Regions from separate parts of the Mus musculus genome. Here region 1 is linked to region 2. The links are chromatin contacts, called in public HiCAR-type maps. All regions are on one chromosome and are shown on one strand. Each heading gives the region's core, a stretch centred on a gene start, on an enhancer-like site or on the middle of the called end of the contact. The rest is flanking DNA. Distances are from core to core; before and after follow the strand shown. Region 1 overlaps Uvrag (UV radiation resistance associated gene). Region 2 has its middle 8.0 kb from the start of Gm19656.

Region 1 (6,118 bases), core at 3,186-5,685, 190 kb before region 2:
AGATAGGAATCCTAACTGTATTCTTTGTGATTGATTGAACCTTATGAAATGAATTATGAACCATATGAAAAATGAATTTGGTCTGATTTTAGTTGGCATCAAACTGACCAGCATAGCTTTCACATAAGCTATTTGAAGAAATAAACTGCAAAAAAAAAATGATATATCTGAATTCTGGTACTCATTAAAGAAGAACATTTTAAATTTTATAGCCTTGAGTTTCCAATGATAATAAAATTAGTATCCTTATTAATGTAAATTTAGCAAGTAAACAGCCAAAAAATTTAGATTAAAGTTAACTAATTCAGAGGCCGCATAGCTGAATGGTTAAGCACTTAGTAGTCCACTCTTACCATCCCAGCCCCCAGAAAGGTGAGACAGGAGAACAGAGATGTCAGGGCAAGCCTGGGCTCTGTTGCCAGACTCCACTTAAGGTAGGAAAAGTGGGAAAGCCTTCCAAGCAGTGCTGTGCACATGTGTAGCCTGCAACTCACAGAGTAACAGCTTAACGTTGGTAACTGCCGGGCCTCTGGCACTCGGCCTCGGCGTCTGATCCAGAGTGCCTACCTTTTAAAAATGGAGACTTGGCTCATATCTGTATAGATCAGACTGGCCTCCAGCTCCGGGGCTTCCTGGCTCCGCACCCTGGATGCTCAGAGTACACAGCTAAAAGAGATACAATTAAAATAAATAGTTTCAGAATGTGCAGCAGTTGTCCTTTCTGCTTTTTTTCCCCATTTATGTATATTGTGAATGCAGTTTCTGTTGATAAGTAGAGCTATGCAAAGGTTGTCCTGCGGTATGCATGTAACATTATTCACTTAACAGTTTCTTTATTGGTAGACATTTAGGTCATTTCAAATATTACTTTATTCTCCCACAGAAATATTTGCATATGTGCTAGAATAAATATCTAGGCTAGGCATAGTAGCTCACACCTGTAATGCCAACACTTGGGAATCTAAGACAGGATGATCTTTCTAAGTTCAAGGCCAGCCTGGGTTATAAGTTCTTGTCTTAGGAGGAAGAAGAGGAGGAGGAGGAAGAAGAAAGAAAATAATGAATAATACTTTTTTAAAAGATGATAGCAAGGCTATTCAGAGTCCCCAAAACTGTTGTGCTGAGTTAATCCCTATGCCTTGTAACTTACATGTAACTAGTAACTTACATGTAACTAGTAACTTACATGTGGGATCTGCTGAAGCTTTGACTTACGCCAGCCTGTGTTTACCCTCTTCCTCTCCTGCAGCTCAGTTCAGCATCCTAGTTGCCTGCAGCATGTCAGCCACCTCCAACAGAAGGCTGAAGTCACTCCACTCACACTTCCTAGAGATGTCTCTAGGAGTCTCCTTAAAAATTTTTAGCAGTACGTTTTCTGTTCACTATTAATAAACTATAATATTTTTAACTTGTGAGAAATTAAGTCAGGCTGTTTAGGACTGAACCTAAAATTTAATGTGAAGGAGGCTGAGGCAAGAGAGTTATGAACTTGAGGCTAGCCTGGGCTACATAATGAATGATGGCATACACTAAAGCAAAAGCTACAAAATGCCTCATTCTACCTATGTAGATGAAAACATGGGCAGAAACAGAAATGGGCTCTGACGGGATCAACACGGCAGACTAAGCTTTATGTCACACTCCACGTAAACGTCAGAAATAACTGGGCTTGAGCACACCCTGAATAACCGCATTTGTAAAATTAGCTTTAATTTCTTTGACTGAAAACTGAGGCCCACTGACTTTTTTTTTTTTTTTTTTTTTTTTTTGACATTCTAAAATGGTAGTGACAGGGAACTGGAGCACAGGGTTCCTTCTGCAGGGCTCACCACTGTGTGGCTTCCAGCATCAGGGGACAGGCATGCCAAGACATGCAGAAGACCACCCACTTCAAAGAGCTTTCCCTTACTCTCTAGGATTCATTAGTTCATAGCAACGTAAAAGATAAATGTATTTTTCCTGCCTTCTGCAGTATAGCACTGTACCCTGGGCTGGCTTGACTTGGAGCAGTCTGTGGCTAGGAACACAAATGTAAGGGGACCTGTGTTTATTCCTGGTCAGTGTTGTGACTGACTGGACCTCATTTAAGGAAATTCTCTCCGGGCCTCGAGTCCCATGTTTTTATGTGACAGGGCTCATAGCCTCCGTTGTGCCGTGGAGTGGTTTTGACGTTTGGTTTTTCAAACTTCTCTCCAGTTCTCTATCTTTATCCCATTGTGCTCAGTTTTACAGGGACAGTCCTGTCACGTTCCCAGGGTGCCTTGCAAGACAGCCTAGGGTCTCCAGCTCCAGATGTGCTCTCATCTCACAGTTAACTCTAACTGACCTGCCCATGCTATGTGTCTCTTCCTCATGGTGACACCGATGAGTCTCAGTGCCTCTAAGCCCAGGATTGTGCCCAACAAGAGGACTGAGATAAATACTCTTCATTTCCTCTGACAGCACTGTTCTGCTATACCTCCTCCCTGGTTTGGGAGCACATACATGATTTTAAACACACGCATATGCACACACAGGAGCACACGCACCCACGTACAGACACAAAATAAAAATAGGTTATTCTTTAAATTTTTAAATGTATATGAATATGTTGCCTGCATGTATACCTGTATACCACAAGCATACACTGTTCATGAATGCCAGAAGAAGGTGTCAGAAGCCCTAGAGAATTCGAGTAAAAGACATTTGTGAGTGGCCATATAGATGCTGGGAATTGAACCTACGTTGTTGGGGTAAACAGCCATTGTTCTTAACTGCCAAGACATCTCTCCATGATGGTATAGGAAAAGGATCATTTAGAAAAATAATCCAGGTGGCTGATGTCATTGCTAGCACAGAGTAAGTCTGGCGTGTTCTAGCAAGTCTGTAATCCCAGCATTTGAGGTGGAGGCAGGAGAATCACAAGTTCAGGTTTCTCCTTAGCTAACAGAGCAAGTTTGAGTCCAACCTGGGATACACGAAATCCTGTCTCAAACAGGATAATAATAATAATTTGGCTCTGTCCAGGGAAGTTGAACATCTGTATATGAGAGTGTTTATAGCAACAGTATTCATATTAGCCAAAGACTAAAGACAGGCTGCAATCCATTAGCAATGTGTCCATTGCTAATCATGGGTGTTTACATATGGAATACTGTGCCACCACAGAGCCATGGCAGTGACTAGGACATTGAATGCCAAGATGCACAGCACATGGGATGGCGGAAAGAGATCGCTGCAAGTGTGCAATTCACACCAGACAAGGGTCAGCAGTGCTGTTAGGAATGAACTATACATCAAGCTGAGGCTGGATTACCAGTGAGGAAGGGAAAGAATTAGCACAAAGGGGGCTCCTGGGGATCCTGTGGGACCCAGCTTCTTCTCTCTGTAGCCTGAGTCGTGTCTGCACAGTGTTTGCCTTATCATTCTGATCCTTTAAACTGTACATCGTATGTCATGTGCTCGTCTGTGTAACAGCAGTGAAAGGGTATACGTAGCACCCTCGGCTGAGTACTGGTCTGGTCTAAAGATGCCATTGGCTATGATGAAAGGCATCGTTTTATTGTCATGTACCCCAGAAGAAAAAGAACTTTGAAGTAGAGCAGCAATAGCTCATATGTAGGCAGAGTAGGCTTTTATATGTATATTCTATATACCTAATCACCATATAGTATTTCTGTGTCATTAGTGTGGAAGCAAGCTTGGGCTAATTTTGGGTAGAAAAGAAATTTTTAAACAATGACTGAAGCAAATCTATGTGGAGTGTTTCTGATGTTCTATATTATAGAGGTATACGCTGAAAACAGCATCTGTGAACATCTTAAGAATATGTGATAAAGCAAGCTGTCCACAGACGAGCTGACTGGGTTTTAGACAGATGTCTTTCCAGCATTCCTACAAATGTGTGGGATTTTCCAAAACCCTAGTGGTAAATGAATTTGTGGGCATTTGCTGCTCACAGGTCAATCCTCTGTGCTCAGCACTGAAATCAAAGCTAATTAGAGGAGAGTGAGAGAGCCTGCCTCTATGCCAGTCACACACTAATTGCGGTGGTCACTCTATCCAAAGATGGCTGAACTCTGACCGCCAAGCTAACCACAAGAAGGAAATTACTTTGTATAGCTAAGCCAAACAATTTTTTTTTTATTTCATTTGTAATGTCACTTAGAATTCTTCTGGAAGGCTTGTGAAGTCTTGCTTTCTTTTAATATGCTCTCATAATGACAAGGTCCCCTGAGAATGAAGTCATCCAACTGGAATGTGCCTGTGTCTTAACTCTGATAAACATCACTTCATGGTATTTTGGAGATTAAAAGAGACTAAAACATGTAAATGTTACTTTCAGATTATTCCGAAACCCGTGGCCCAGCAATCAGAATAGCTTAGCCCCAGCCAGTGCTGAGCAGTGGGCATTCCACATTGGCAGGACAGCCTTAGGTCACTGCTCTGTCTTGTGTGTGGACTTGGAGCTTGTGATGTCCTGGAATGTAATTGCTTCATCTCTGAGGCACATTTATGTGTCCCTCTGCCCCTTGTCCTAATTCATCATCTGCTTTATAGTAATTCCACCCAGACAAGGCCGTCAGGCCCCGCTGGAGGATGTGAGGTGCTGTGAGTGGATGCATGCTCTAATCAGTGACGTTAGTTTATATCTCCTTATTAAGATACCCATTACATTCATACCAGGAGAGATAACACGCACACTAATGCACTTTCTGTCGTCCATCGGAGCTTTGTTATTTATTTCCATAAAGGCGGCATTAATAACCAAGTGTAAGAGGCTAAGAGGATGTAGGGCTTTTAGTCACGGTCTAAGATATTTAGTGAGATGTAGCCGCGAGAAGCAGGGACATCGTATTATGTTGTCGTTTTATTCTTTACCCCGTCCTAAAGCACAGCCATTATGATATACCTCATTTTGTTTATTTTAAAAGTTAATTCATATCTTTTGTGTAATCATTTTCCAAACAAAATGTATTGTCCTAGTTTCCCTATACTTTATATCTTGCTTTTCTGATTTTAAACCAAAACATAGAATATATTCAAAGGTTCGTGTACTTGGACACGGAAGCCAGAAAGTACTCGTTGAATGTACTAGTCTAGTTCTGGGTATTGGCAGATACAAAAGTTTCTTCTTACGAAAAATAGTGCAGAGGTTGCAGAGATGGCTCAGTGGTTAGAACACTTGTTCTTGCAGAGGACTCAGTTTCAGTTCCCAGCACCAACATGACAGCTCAGAGCTATCTGTAAGTCCAGTTCCAAGGGATCCAACAGCCGCTTCTGGCCTCTGTGAACACTGTGTACATATGTGCTACATAGACACCCATGCAGGCAAACACTTAGATACATAAAATAAAAAGTAATAAATTATCTTTTAAAAAGGAAAACGAGAAGAAAGACAACCTAGCGGCTAGGAAGTTAGTAGTTACAAATGCTCCCTGCTCTTGCAGAGGGCTTGAGTTTGGTTCCTGGCACCCACATCAGTGAGGCTCACAAATGCCTGTAATTCCAGCTCCGGGGATACATAGACGATTACATTCTCCCTCGTGCATCAGCTCTACCACCGTATCTGCTCAGGCAATGTCTTTGGGTTTTTATTATCAGCTCAGTGGTGACTCATTTGAGGGATCCATCAAGGACCACGCTCTGTGCCACGCACACCTGGCTACCTGTCTAGTTCACCTTTGGCTTTGCGTTTATTGCTTTTCAGAGCTATGCATGCAGCTCATTGTACCAGGAAGCCACAGCTCTGCAAACCTGCTAGCTCGTGCCCTTCTCTCCCTCCCAGCACATTACACATTACCTCAAGCTTTGACTCCTTGTCCCTGTGTGTTATCCCAGGTGCAGGAGAACTGGGCTGGAGAGCCTTTTGAATTTGCCCTTTGTATCAGGCCTCCCTACTGTGAAGTGCTTCCCAGACTCACTCTAGGGAAATTCTCCATTTGGAGTTCTCTTCCTAGGTCATTACACAGGTCAATACTGGCATTCACTCTCACTGACGGTTGGGTCGGAACAGATTCCAGGAGTGGAGTACATATTAAAACAGTTTGTTAGAGGAGAGTGGGAAGGGTGGGGAAAGCCTAATGCATATAGGATGTCTATAGAAGGAAGGTAGAGGGCAAGCCAGGAAGAATTGGGG
Region 2 (6,357 bases), core at 39-2,538:
GTTGTCAGCAGCGTTGCCTCGATCGGTTGCTGCAAAGAGTTCTGGTAGCCAAAGTTGTGATGCAATTATGCCAAGAAGTGGGGAGACACAGACTGTACAGGTGGCTGTAGAGATAACAAGGGGAGGGGATGACAGGTCAAGAAGCAGCTGGGGAGGCAGGGACAGGGCAGATCTCAGAGACACAGTGACTGACCAGCCTAACTTAATTGGTGAAGGTCAGGTGCCAGTGAGAGATGCTATCTCAAGATGGACAGCACCTGAAGAATAACACCAGGGTTGATTTCTGGCCTGTAAACACACACACACACACACACACACACACACACACACACACACACACACACACACACACACGTGCACACACATCAGAGAGAGGGGGAAGAGGGAGAGGGAAGCTAAATAATTTAAAGTTAAAAGCTGTTGTCCCCTTAGAGTGAAAAGGGATGTTACAAGGTTTCAAGACTTTCCAAAACCTATATGTGCACAACTGAACTCAAAAGATTGCATGCCTACATGCCCCTAAGCCAAGGGGCCACCAATGGCCCGAGGCAGTTCTTTTCAGTTGAAGCCTTACATTAACACGGACCAATTCCTCAGTGGCAACAGGGGTGCTGTGGAGGATGCTGGAAGCCAACTAAGTGGATGCCTTTTGATGCCTCTGTGGTCCCTGCAACCTGTAATGATGCTTTCTCCCCACACCTGCATCAGCTCTTTTCACCGCGACAAGTGCCCAGTTTCAACCGTCTAGCAGATATTTGTTGGGTCTCATCACTGCCAGCAGACTCTAAAGTCTTCTAAGGACAGTGACTTCAGCGCAGATTAGCCACTCCTTTGCCCCATATGTAAATGATCAGCAGCTACTGAGCATCAGGCTGCTGGAACAATATGACCCTTGCTGCTTAGTCATCAGAAGGGTAATCCTTAGTCTTGCTCTGCCTCATGGTTCTGGAACAACGAAAATGCTTGACAAATTGCCTGATTGAGTGGCTGGGGCTTCTACATTCCCCTGGGCTGTAGGATTTGACCAGCTCTCAGAACCTTCTAGCAAAGTGCCAAGATGTTCTGTGTATCAGCAGAGGTGATGCAGAAGAGAATGGGCTCTGAGTCTGGGAGGTATAGGACTGGGACCTGAGAAGATGTGGGGCGAAAGGATGTGGTGGTGAGGTCCCGGGGGGTTCGTGGGTGTCGTGGAGACCTGCTGTAGGAGTATGGGAGCAGGAGGAAACAGGGAGTCAGGGTATCTCAAAGCAGCTACAGAGCAGCCTGGATGGAGAAGTGACTCATCCCGGCCTGTCCCACCCAGAACTGTCTAACTCACTGCCCCTTGGTCTGGCTTCCAGTGCTGAGTTCCCCATCTGGAAAGATGTGTGAGCCAGATTCTTCCCCACCCTAGGATAGGGTGGGTGGGGTCCCAGGCCCAGGCCTCCTTTCCTTTGGCTGGTGCATAGCTGAAGATGCTGGCTCAAGGACTCCAGAAGAATGGGACACCAGATCATTTAACTCAGAAGTTCCCAAATGCTATGGATTGGCTAGTTTGAACTAAAGAAATGGCAACCAACAGCAAATTATCAATTTTATTTATTATGATTTGTTAAGAACATTCTAAGTAACACTCCTTTAAAAAATGTGTTTGACCGTGGAGACCAGAAGAGGGCGTCGTATCCTCTGGAGCTAGAGTTACAGGCAGCTGCTTTGAGCAGCTTCACACAATGCTGGGGATCTTAGCAACCACCTCCAGCCTCAAGAAGAAGCACCTATCAAGCACCTACCATCTGGGGAGGCAGCTTAGCGGTCAATCTCTTCCTAGCCCATATAAGGCCCCGAGTCCCATCCCCAGCATTGGAAAATCACCCCAGTGTCCTGTTTCCTGGCATGAGCGATGCTTACCATGGATTCAAGCAGTAGAAGTGCAACAACCTGTCCATGCATGTAGCTGTGTGCCAGCCTGAGTACACACTGGACATGCAAGCACTTCAGCCATAAAACCATCATGTGCAGTATGGCCCTGACATTTAAAAATAAATTTAATCCCAAAATGTAAGAGTGGCTGGGACTTGACCAGACTGGGACAACAAGGGAATAAGAAAGAACAGACACGACTACAGAAAAGCTGGGGTCAGGTGGACTGTGTGTGCTCTGATGGACTCTCTGATCTGGGTAGAAGGTGTCTGCCTGCAAGTCAGCCAAGGATGCAGGCCTCCAGGAGCTGCTGTTGCTAGTTTTTTGCACACACAGGCCAATCATTTGTAAACACATGCACTTGCTCACACTGTCGGCATTCCCTCTCAGAGCAGAGAAGGCTTTGCCGTTCCTCTGAGCCTCACCCCGAGGTGGCTGGGAAGCTGAGCTACTTCCATGGGTCTGCGGCACTAGGGTCCTAGGCATGGCCCTGCCTATGTCAAACAGACACGTTCACTCAAGGCTTCTCTGCTCCCCACGTATAAGGAAGGCACAGTGTAAAGGACAGTCACTCATCCTAACAGGGGGCACAGTAAAGCTTCCGTTGCTTACTTTCTGTGTATAACACCAAAACAACTTCCAGGGGAGAAATGACCAAAACCCCATTTCACAGCTCCACTCCACACTGGCTTTCGAGGTTCACTACAGGGGTTTCACACCCAGCCCCAGCTCCCCACTCTGACCCGGCTGAGGACAATCCAGTTCCTCCTCGGTTATCTCCAAGGGAGAGAAAGCCACACCCAGAATAAATCTATGGAATATGCACTGTTCATAGAACATGGCGAGAGAGGCGGAGAAGCAACTGCCAGCCCTGCTCTCTAACCCTCCTGCCTCGAAGGCCAGGCCAGGTGGAGGGGTCTCAGCCATCAGGTGCCTTAGTCACATGGCAGAGTGATCAGAGCTTTGTCTGAAAGGGATGCTGTATACCCAAGAGACCCTGGTCAGTCTCTCCATTGGCAAGCTTTCGAGGAATGCCAATGTCCCTTGGACAAAAACTGAGACCCAGAGAAGAGTTGGGGGGAAACCTGGGCTCTGGGGCCATTCCCTCTACTTCATTCTTGGTCCTGAGAGCTGCTCACAGGTCCTGCCACGAGGCTATCATCCTTCAGACAGCCCTCCAGGGCTCGTGCTGGGCTGCAGGGAATGGTTTGAGTTACTTGCACGGAGACTTCCCCCTCAGAAGCCAGACAGCACTCTCTGGTTGGCAGGCATACAACTCAGCGGGGCTGGGCTCCTGCGCGAGAGGCCAGAGCTGCTACAATGGAGGGCTTCAGCCACCCAAGCCTGTTCAGGGCTGCTGTCACCAGGCTTAGGCTGACACCCTGGCTCTGGCAGAGAATGGGCGGGGCAGGAGGGGAGGTTAAGAAGGTTCTGCCAGGTGGGTTGGAGACGGATATTTGGCCTCTGCCAATCGGGTCTCTTTCCATCTGGAGAGCGTTGCTCAGCTGGCCCCCTCCTTGTTTCTGTCTCCTCAGCCATGCCCAGTCTCCGTCGACTGCATAAAGCTTCTTTGATTAATGAGGCCATGAAGAAGCTGCTTCAGGTTCTGGCCTTACCACCCAATCTGGAAAGTGGCTGGTTATAGGTGATAATCTTTTGAAAGGATTTGTTAATTGTGTGTGTGTGTGTGTGTGTGCATGAACATATGCATGCATGCATTTGTGCATGTGTGTGCAGTGCCACGGAGGCAGGAAAGGGGTGTCATATTCCCCTGGAGCTGGGCTTACAGAGGGTTGTGAGCTACCTACCTGTAGTGGGTGCTTGGATTTGAACTTGGGTCCTCTGGAAAAGCAGCAGTAAAGGCTCTTAAGTACAGAGCCATCTCTGTAGCCCTATAAAGAGCCTTCAAGGAGTCTATTAGCACGCACCCTTCGTGCTGGGGAGCTTGTCAGCCGGTCCATCCCTATCCTGATAGGAGGGATAATGACCTTTCAGTTCTCTCACACACAACAGAGAGACTCGAGGCAGGAAGATGATCTGCCAGCTACAGGCCCCAGTGCTTGGCAGGGTAGTATTTGTTGAACTATATGAAAGAATAAATAAATTCAGCTTAAGATAACTTCACTTTTGTTTCACAGAAGGGAATGACAGACAAGCCAAGCATCTCCACTGCCAAGTCACATTCTCAGCTCTGTTTAAGATCTTCTTAAACAGGGGATGGAGCGATGACTCAGCAGTTAAGACCACTTACTTAAGACCGAGGCTTGGTTCCCAGCATCCATATGGTGACTCACAACCACCCATAACTCTTGTTCCAGGGGATCTGACCCTTGTACGTATACATACAATACGTACACAACTCATATACATAAAGTAAAAATAAATCTTTAAAAATTTCCTTAAGCAAAGATGCCATTGCCTCAACAGATCAGAGTCCTCCTCTAGCAGCCTGCATCTGACAGAGAAGCAAGACCAGTACCGGACCCTTCTTGCTGAGGTCACAGGGACAGCACATGGGGATCAGGCTGGCATCCTGAATCAGGCTGTCTAAGAGCTGCTTGTCCAATGGATGAGAATCTGCTGGCCTACCCTCCTGCCGATAGCCAGGGCTGGAAACTCCATGGCAAATATGTAGCTTCCCATGACACTTGAAATTGCTTGAAAACTCCTGGCGCAACTACTCTCCGCTGGGATTCTTCCAGTCTTCTGATGCCCGGGGCCAGCTGTGTGGCTTTAGGAAGTTGCTAAGCCTCTCAAATCTTGAGCCTCCTTCTTGAGCGATTGAGAGGACCATGACTGGCCCTGGAGAGCTGCTGCGTGGCTCATGGCTTTAGTCAGACACAAGATCCAGGATAGTCCCTGCATGAACTGGATGCTGACATCAGGTTCACGGGTAGCATATGTGGCAGCTGTAAGGACAACCCTCGTAGCACTCTTTAGCACAGGGCTGGCAAAGGTCTCCCGCCAAGGAGCGGGAAATATAACTATTCTTTAGGCCTGAGGTCCATGGCTCACCACTGAAATGCTGTTCTAGCTCCAACTCAGCCACAGGTGAGCTTACTGGATGGGCACATCCAGTATGGCTAGTAAACCCTTACTAGATTTCATATACTTTATGTCTTAGGGTTTTACTGCTGTGAACAGACACCATGACCAAGGCAACTTTTATAAGGACAACATTTAATTGGGGCTGGCTTACAGGTTCAGAGGTTCAGTCCATTATCATCAAGGCAGTCATGGTGCAGGCAGAGCTGAGAGTTCTCCATCTTCATCTGAAGGCTGCTAGTGGAAGGCTCGCTTCCAGGCACCTAGGATGAGGTTCTTTTAGCCCACACCCACAGCGACACACCTACTCCAAGGCCACACCTTCTAATAGTGCCATTCCCTGGGCTAAAAGCATATACAAACCATCCCACTTTAGAACTGTATTTCAGCCTGATCTTGAATTCCTATGTAGTTTAGGATGACCTTGAACTTCTGGTTCTTTTGCCTCTACCTCCCTACTGCTGAATCTATAGGTATTCATTGCTATGCCCACTTCACATGGTGCTGGGCCCTGAACCCAGGACTTTTTATAAATGCTAGGCAAGGACACTACCCACTGAGCCACAGCATCCAACTAAAATGCTTTAAAAACCTAAATGCCTCAAAATTTGAGGGTTAAACAAAAATGAGTCCTGGGCTAGACTTGGCCAAATCATACCCCACAGTTCTGCTTAAAATACATTCAAACCTTAAGAACGCAGCGGCTTCCTCAAAATCCCTTGGTCCCTGTGATGGTTTATATCATCAACTAGACCAGGTCTAGAATTACCTAGAAGCCAAACCTCTAGGTACATCAGTGAGACATTATCTGAAGTGGGAGGACCCACTATAAATTGAGGGGTACTGTTCTCTAGGCTTGGATCCCAGGCTGCATAAAAAGAAGAAAGCTGGCCAGGTGTGGTACAGTGCTTAGTCTCAGCACTCAGTAGACAGAGGCAGGAGGATATCTATAAGTTTGAGACCAGCCTGGTCTAGATAGTGAATTCCAAGACAGCCAAGGTTACATATAGAAAGCCTGTTTTTACACACACACACACACACACACACACACACACACACACACAGAGAGAGAGAGAGAGAGAGAGAGAGGAAGAGAGAGAGAGAGCCTTAGCTGAGTATTACCATTTGTCACTTTCTGCCTTCTTACTGTAGATGCAAAGTGACCAGCTCCCTCAAGCTCTGCCACCAACTCTTCTCACCATGATGGACTGTACCCTCAAACTGTGAGCCAAGGGGAACTCTTCCCCCTTCAATCTGTCAGGGAATTCTGTTACAGCAACAGGAAAAGAAACTAAGATGCACGACGTAACGTTCATCACATTGGTAAATTTCCCTGTGTTTTTTATCTCATTCTGAAGCTGATTCTGGAAGCAGAGTTGCCCCCTCCCCAGTTTCAGATGCAAGTGGGGTTGT

The links. HiCAR-type assays count read pairs that join an accessible place to other places.
Region 1: a contact with region 2 is called in a HiCAR-type map of fibro-adipogenic progenitors, with 4 times the contacts expected there. The contact joins two enhancer-like sites. A contact is called at or near these places in 8 of 39 promoter capture datasets (the 3T3-L1 cell line, cranial neural crest, embryonic stem cells and 4 more), 1 of 115 datasets of contacts at active chromatin or transcription factors (fibro-adipogenic progenitors) and 1 of 9 other capture datasets (embryonic stem cells).

Annotation. Positions count from the first base shown.
Region 1 is chr7:98,926,853-98,932,970 of GRCm38.p6, reverse strand. The region is part of intron 13 of Uvrag (UV radiation resistance associated gene); the gene reads left to right. Among named protein-coding and RNA genes, the nearest start is that of Gm33827, 53 kb to the right of the region's middle. Within about 2 kb of position 4,435, at least 54 of the 459 cell types and tissues checked have an H3K27ac peak or open chromatin away from gene starts, as enhancers often do. A contact at or near this core is called in fibro-adipogenic progenitors, where this site is marked.
Region 2 is chr7:98,731,937-98,738,293 of GRCm38.p6, reverse strand. No RefSeq gene overlaps it. Among named protein-coding and RNA genes, the nearest start is that of Gm19656, 8.0 kb to the right of the region's middle. Within about 2 kb of position 1,288, at least 15 of the 459 cell types and tissues checked have an H3K27ac peak or open chromatin away from gene starts, as enhancers often do. A contact at or near this core is called in fibro-adipogenic progenitors, where this site is marked.